Regions from separate parts of the Zea mays genome. Here region 2 is linked to region 1. Evidence: chromatin contacts called from public Hi-C data. All regions are on one chromosome and are shown on one strand. The core of a region is the stretch at or near the end of the contact, and the rest is flanking DNA. Distances in the headings are between cores, read along the strand shown. Region 1 holds the start of LOC100278883 (Protein LOW PSII ACCUMULATION 2 chloroplastic). Region 2 holds the start of LOC100274276.

What was found. A called contact is a pair of places that touch in the nucleus more often than the background predicts.
Region 2: a Hi-C map of ear shows a contact between it and region 1, with 2.9 times the contacts expected there. The contact joins the promoter of LOC100274276 here to the promoter of LOC100278883 in region 1. A contact is called at or near these places in 4 of 25 Hi-C or Micro-C datasets (ear, endosperm, leaf and 1 more).

What each region holds. Positions count from the first base shown.
Region 1 is chr5:74,703,416-74,707,199 of Zm-B73-REFERENCE-NAM-5.0, forward strand. It overlaps LOC100278883 (Protein LOW PSII ACCUMULATION 2 chloroplastic), which reads left to right and starts at 2,164. Exons shown (of 3, transcript NM_001152015.1): 1 at 2,164-2,570; 2 at 3,124-3,277. The coding sequence starts at 2,195. The coding sequence ends at 3,263. It overlaps LOC100191642 (Polyketide cyclase/dehydrase and lipid transport superfamily protein), which reads right to left and starts at 148. Exons shown (of 5, transcript NM_001348730.1): 1 at 1-148. The coding sequence starts at 62.
Region 2 is chr5:74,831,802-74,835,585 of Zm-B73-REFERENCE-NAM-5.0, forward strand. LOC100274276 reads right to left here and starts at 1,883. Exons shown (of 13, transcript NM_001360566.1): 1 at 1,575-1,883; 2 at 1,043-1,127; 3 at 880-941; 4 at 435-522; 5 at 217-338. The coding sequence starts at 1,793.

The DNA of each region.
Region 1 (3,784 bases), core at 914-3,413:
GCCGCCCCCCACGCCGTGGGCTGCTCCAGCACCCTGCCCACCGCCGACAGCACGTACCCCATCGGAGCCGACCGGCCGAGCAGTCGACGGCGTAGGGGGTCGGACGCGGCGGTGTGTGTGTGGGGGCAGGGTAGGGGGAGGGATGGAGGGAGGGAGGAAGGAGGGGGGCTTTACGGCCTCTGGCGAGGATTAAAGACTCGATTTTTTTGTTTGGTTTAGGGAAGGGTAAGGTGTGGTGCACGAGCAGGGATGGAGGCGTGTGGACACGGTGCATGGACTATCTCACTCTTGACCTCCCTATCTTTTCTACCTATCTGATTTCTAAACCTTTCATTTTTGTACTTTGCAGAGTTTAAATAATCAATCCCACCCTACTTTATTTGGAGTTCGCAGAGCTGCGTGGATGCTACGTGATATGGTAAACAAAAACAAGAGCTGAGTCTGGTGGGCATTTGTTTATTGGTTAGGACTTAAGCGTTTCATCATTTTTTTGTTAAAAAAGAAAAGAAAAGGTATGGTTTGCCCTTTGGTGTTCTAACTCATGTATTATAGATTATAATAGCGTGCTGATGGTGTGTGCTTACTTACCGCATCATCTCATTAGCTGTTGGTTGTGAAGTCGCTTTCCTAAGCATTCCATGTATCCCCGACTCCCCGTGTTGTTCCTTAAAGGCACAAAGGGTACACAGCTAAAAGGAATATGCTATGCCCGTGGCTTCTAGGCTTGCCAAACTACACAAAAAGGGCCATGCATAACTATTAGTCCGTAGCAACATGACGTTTGATTAGGTGTGGAAAAAACAAAATCTTCGTCCAAATAAATCAGCTCCTAGAGCAAAAAGGGGGGGGGGGGGGGGGGGGGGAATCGGACCAATCTTACATGTTGGATCAGCTCCTAGAAAATTGATTTGTTTATTCAGGAACCGAGGTAGTATTTTACATGGAGAGTGTTATTCAAACATGCGATTTGGTGGGTGGTCAACTCGGTAAACCCTTCCGATCCTATGCTTCTACGATACGTCATTGTTCTTGGCTGAGACTAATTGACTAAATCACCCTAGAGTCAGTCACGTACTCTTTCTCAATTCCCCTCCTCTCCCATGTTGGATATATCCCACAAAAGCGATAAGGGGATATAATAGAACCCAAAAAAAATATTAGTGAGACAAAAGAAACTCACTTTTCTTTTCTTTTTTCATTTGATGAAAGGGGCGCTCTTGTCTTGTGGCCGTACGATGCAGCAGCCCATGGACCGGGCGCATGCACTGCCGCGACAAGCCCAGCCCAACCCCAAAGCGATAAGGGGATCTGGGGGCTGAGGCTGCCGGTGGCGCGCGTCGATTCCGGTGGGGGCCCAAATCTCACTCCCGTCCAACGCCGCGCCGCCACGTCGGCTCGCGACTCGCTTTGGTGCCCCACTCCCCCCCTCGCCGGCGGCGTCACATCGCCACCACTAATCGGGTCGGGCCGGTCGGCCGTCGTGAGTGGCAGCATCCGTGCTTTTTTTTTTGCGTGCTCTGTGCTATATTTTTGCCCCCCCTTGTGTCTGCCACCCATATTGTTGGTACTTCTCCAACACAGATTTTTCTTGCTGCACGAGCTGACACGTCGCGGGTAGTGATCCGAGCACGTCTAGCGTGGCTAGAGAGCTTGTCGCCTTGGCCGTAAGGACACTTGTAAAACATGTACATCATCGAATATTAAAACCACGCATTTTAAACATCATCTTCAGTTAATATCTTTTACAAACAGCGCCTAACTGAGTTTATATGAAAACATGTAATGGCATACTTCAAAACGAAAGGATGTCATCCTATATAGGTTTTGGTCTAAAAAAGAAAAATGAAACATTTTTTATTTCTTTGGATTTTTTTAAAATATATCTGATTTGTCTTCTCAAACTTTTAACTTAGTTTAGCCCATATGATATGGATCACCACATCAGTAAAACCACTATAGGTGAAAAACAATTGTTTTTTAAAAGGCGAGGGATGCCAAAAAAAATTCTTCTGATTTTGGAATTCAACGAGCAAAATGAGACGAGGGAGTTAAATTGGATTTCCTGGATATAAGAATGAAAGGAAGCCATGGCCCACGAAACACGCGTCCATCCCTCTCTCCGGCCCGGCCCACAAACTCACCTCGTCATCTCCCCCTCAAACTGTCGGATAAGCCGCGCGCCGTCGCCGTGGCCATGGCGTCCCTCTCCCCCGCGCTCCTCCCCGGCGCCGGCGTGACCCTCCTCCGAGCGCCGCCCGTGTTCCGCGTCACCGCCTCTTCCTCGAGCTCGGGGAGCAAGAAGGGCAAGAAGCCCAAGAGCGGCAGCAAGGGCAAGGACACCAAGGCGCTGGAGCCTCCAGCGCCCGTGGTCCGCCGCGCGCCGCCGGGAAGCGCCTCCATATTCCAGCAGCAGAAGAATGAGGCGGCGTCCAGGGCCGGGGGCGCCGGTGGGAAGGGGCCCACGGAGGAGGAGCTACGGCAGCGGCAGGCCAACGAGAACGCCTTCCTCCTCGCCTGGCTTGGGCTAGGCATCATCATCCTTGTCGAGGGCATCGCACTCGCCGCCTCCGGTAATATACGTACTAGCAATTTGGTCTCCAACTTACAGTGCTGCACTCACTTTGATTATGGTGGACTGTTGGTGAATTCAGTTTAGAATATGACTGTAGTCTCCCCAATTGAGGAACTTTGTGCGTACATATGACTATATTAACACAAGGGATGGTGCTATTATTCTGTCAACTATTGATGAATTGAACAAAATTGTCATGGTGGTGGCATTGTGGTAGTTTTTTAGCTCACATGGCAGCTTTTTACCTTTCATAAATAGTCACTGGTGGCTTTTTTTACCTTTCATAAATCGCATTATAGTACTCAAGACATGAGAAATCTTCAAATGTAACATATTGGTGCAGCGATCATCGCAACTCTGGAATTGCCAGGTGCAATTCCTGAATCCTGAACCAATGATACATTGAAGTAATCAGCGACATGAATCTGAGTGTAGCATGATGCACAAAACTATCAAAGAAAGCATAAAACTACTAGTTAAGTTGTGAAAGCTTTTGGTACTGCAGAACTGCTGAGCCAAGTAGTCATGTTTTGAACTTGTATGTCATGCAGGTTTTCTGCCAGAGGAATATGACAGCTTCTTTGTTAAGTACCTTTATCCATCGTTCACTCCAACAGTTGTTCTGTTTTTGGCTGGTACGGTTGGGTATGGTGTCCTCAAATACTTTGAAAGCGAGAAAAGCAAAAGCTAGATGACAGCACGAAGGTGAGACTAAATATAATCATCTTGTGAACATCTAGGCTTTACTTCTCCTAATTTTGTTCACACGCTATTCTACAGTTTATGGTATGTTATGCTTCACTAGAAAGTCAAGATTGAATGATTTCACGATAGAGCTGCTGGTGGATAAGGGCATCTCTTACTCTAGACATCACGATAGAAATATTGATTGATGAGTGAATCTCTTACTCTAGACATCACGATAGAAATATTGATTGATGAGTGAATCTCTTACTCCAGCTGGACCATAGGTTATTTAAGTTGCTCTAAACAGTTTTGTTCCTAGCATTTGTTTTAATGCATGTAATGATGCATAAAGATGCTATTGTGGTATCTACAAATTATAAATCCTGCAATGTGGTAATAATGTGCTTCATAATTAGGTTCTGGATGGTACAAGAAGAGTAACACTGAATAGTAATAATGTGCTTCATAATTAGGTTCTGGATGGTACACCTCAAGAGTTTCTTTTAAGGAAAAAGGGGTTCGTAG
Region 2 (3,784 bases), core at 633-3,132, 130 kb after region 1:
TCGGTAGTGGTGTTTGCACAACGGGAACTACTCGAACTGATCGAAGAGTATGGAAGGATTTACCGCGCGCGCGTGCGTGCGTGTGTGCAGTGCCTGTGTAGGCCCTTCCTTGCCAGCCCCAGCCATTTTTGGAAAAGTCTAAGGATGATAGGGTACCTTGTACCCGTGGTGCTGAAAACAAAGAAAGCACACATGGAAATAGAAAGAAGGCAGTACCACATCAAATTCTTTTGGGTGTGTGAGCATGTAGACACGTGCATCAGCGTGATGTGGTACCACCTTCGAAGATGCAAGACTGCCATTGTGCTGTATATTTTTCTTGCAGGCTTCTACAGCGGCTACAGTTTAGCAAGTATCTCGAATCAGTCAAATAAAATATAAGTTTTGTACTTCTGTCTATAAAATATCTATAATGCTGAAGCAAAACAATGCACCTTCATTATTGTCAACAGCAGTAACTTCACCAATTCCATCTACCTCAACAGCATACCTAATGGCTCTTAGCCCTGATGCAGCTAATGCCTGCAAAAATCATCAAGACAGGAATCCAAAATGGTAGGATCAGCATTGTTTATACCAGCAGAACATTGATTGTTTACTGAAAGCAGATGAATCAAATTAGTAGCAAATTATTTCAGAAGGAGCAGCAGAAACATATTCTTTCAAACATATATGGGGACATCATATAAACTCATAACTAATCAGAAATTATGTAACAAACTACCGATCATATCCTCATAGAAGAATACAGCATACAGATATTACAGTAGGCACCACTAGAAACATTCAAAGGGGTGAAAAGGTGAAATATTGCACTAATTACCATTTAAATGTAGGGGGTATAAATGTATAATAGTAGAAACCAAAAAAGAAACCCACCTCAAGAACTTTCGGCTCTTTATACTTAGCTTGCGCACTCAATGTAGTGTCTCCTGGTCCTGCTATCACATTTTGCAGTATTTCAGTATTGTCTGTCCAGTCGAAAGGAGTTGAAGTATACTGGCGTACAAGTAAAATATCGTTACTGGTGCGAGCGAAATACCTTTTCTTGATCGGGCAGCATATTCTTCATGTCTTTTCAAAATAAATGATCTCAATACAGCAATGGAAATATCTCTATTGTTAACCTAGCAAGAGAAGCTTTCTCTTAAGATAGCTATAAATTATAACAAAAACACCACTCTGAAGCCATTTTTGCATAAATATTCAAACCATCGGCAGCTAAAGACAACTTCTGGGACCTAAAGTACTGTAAAACTAATAATTGCTGAGCGGAATGTGCTAGAAAAAAAATCACAACACTAAGCGTCTAAATCTCATAGTTCACATAGCAAATTAAGAGCAACATTAGCAACCCTAGTTTGAATTGGAGCTAAACGCTGAGAATATAAAAGGTACCAGATTGCTCTTCGACCACTCCGCTTCTACGCTAAAAGATAAATCTTGCTTGAATAAATCGATGACATCCATTTAAAATACGGAGTATCATTTTGTTCCTAGAAAATGGAATGTAAAAATTCGAAGAACATAAACCTTCCTAGAAAATGGAATGTAAAAATTCGAAGAACACAAACCTGGGTCTTGTTGTAGAAGACTGAGTTGGACTCGTCCAAAAATATTTCCACTTTCCCTTCCCTGATGGTGGTCTGGGGGCCGGCGGCGGCGGCGGAGGGGTCGGACGGGGACGGCGAGGCGGAGGAGAATGCGAGGTGGAGGCGAAGGACTTGATTCGCCGGTTGGTTGATGCGCCGGTTGAGGAGGCCTGACCGCAACAAGCCTAATGAAAGGGTCATCGGTTTACGGCGGCGGAGTACGGCGAGCCGCCGGTGAAGTGGTCCGTAGTGATTTTAGGGGAATTTCAGTGTGTGGGTCTGAGTTTGGTGGGTACGGCTGGGTTTTCTCTGCCCATTTCAGCTTATAGATTATATAATCTAAATTATAATTTAAATTATATAATTTAAATATATTATAATTTATATGTAGCTGTCTTATAGTCTAGATTATATAAATATATATTCATAAGTACAACAGTACTGAAAGCACCTAGAGGGGTGAATAGGTGATCCTGTAAAACTTGAACTTAATACCACAAAAACTTGGTTAAGCGTTAGCACAGTACTGCCAAGTGGCTAGAGAAGAGTCTTAGCGAAACACAATAACCACAAGAGAATCAACACAGGTAGACACAGTGGTTTATCCCGTGGTTCGGCCAAGTACAACACTTGTCTACTTCCACGTTGTGGCGTCCCAACAGACGAGGGTTGCAATCAACCCCTCTCAAGCGGTCCAAAGACCTACTTGAATACCACGGTGTTTGCTTTTCTTTTCTATATCCCGTTCGCAAGGAATCTCCACAACTTGGAGTCTCTCGCCCTTACAGAGATGTTCACAGAGAAGCACGGAGTAAGGGAGGGATTAGCAACTCACACAAGACACAAAGATTACAGCAAATACGCACACAAAAGACCCAGACTTAAGCTCAAAAGACTAGCACACTAGAACGGAGCTCAAATCACTAGAATGTCGAACAAGTGCGCAAGAATGGAGTGTGAGTGATCAAGAGTGCTCAAAGAATGCTTGGTGTTCTCCTCCATGCGCCTAGGGGTCCCTTTTATAGCCCAAGGCAGCTAGGAGCCGTTGAGAGCAATCCGGGAAGGCAATTCTTGCCTTCTGTCGCCTGGCGCACCGGACAGTCCGGTGCACCACCGGACACTGTCCGGTGCGGATTTCCTTCCTTATTTGGCGAAGCCGACCGTTGGCAGCCTTGGAGCCGTTGGCGCACCAGACAATGTCCGGTGCACACCGGACAGTCCGGTGCCCCCTCCCGACCGTTGGCTCGGCCACGTGTCTCGCGCAGATCGCGCAGCCGACCGTTGGCTCACCGGACAGTCCGGTGAATTATAGCCGTACGCCGTTAATTTCTTCTCGAGAGCAGCAAGTTCGCCTGAGCCAGTCTGGCGCACCGGACACTGTCCGGTGCACCACCGGACAGTCCGGTGCACCCAGACAGAGCTGGCTTTGGCTGAAACAAAGCTATCTCTCTCCAATTTGTTTTCTCCTGTTTCCAGCACTTAGACACAATACATTAGTCTCTAAAACAATGTACTAAGTCTGAGAAACATACCTTTGTACTTGATTTGTACTTTGTCCACCATTTGACACTTAGGCACTTGTGTTGGACACTAAATCACCAAAACACTTAGAAATGGCCCAAGGGCACATTTCCCTTTCAATCTCCCCCTTTTTGGTGATTTATGCCAACACAACATAAAGCAAGTAGAACAAGTACAAAATCAATTCAAATAAGAACTCAAATTTGTTTTGAATCAAATTTGGCATATATGGATCATTCTTTGCCACCACTTGGTTTGTTTTTTCAAATCAAACTCAATTTCCTATCTCTAAGTCAAACACACATGTTGAAACATAAAGAGAGATATTTCACGAGAAATTGATCAAGGATTCAAAAACTCCCCCTTTTTCTCATAATTAAACCTTCTCCACACAGGAGACCAACTTTTGACAATGAGAGCAATTAAGAGTATTTTGACAAACAAAAACTCTAACTCTATTATTTTCAAAATTCACAAGTGGTAGCTGATCCATTTATTGCTTTTGGCCTTATTTTCTCCCCCTTTGGCATCAAGCACCAAAACGGGATCAATTTTGGCCCTTTAACCCCATTGCCTCACCAAAATCTTCAACTAAGAGTCAAGAGGCACTAAGAGTACAAAGATGAACTTGGAAAAAGTTACTCTTTCATCGGAGTGCAGTGGAAGTCTTG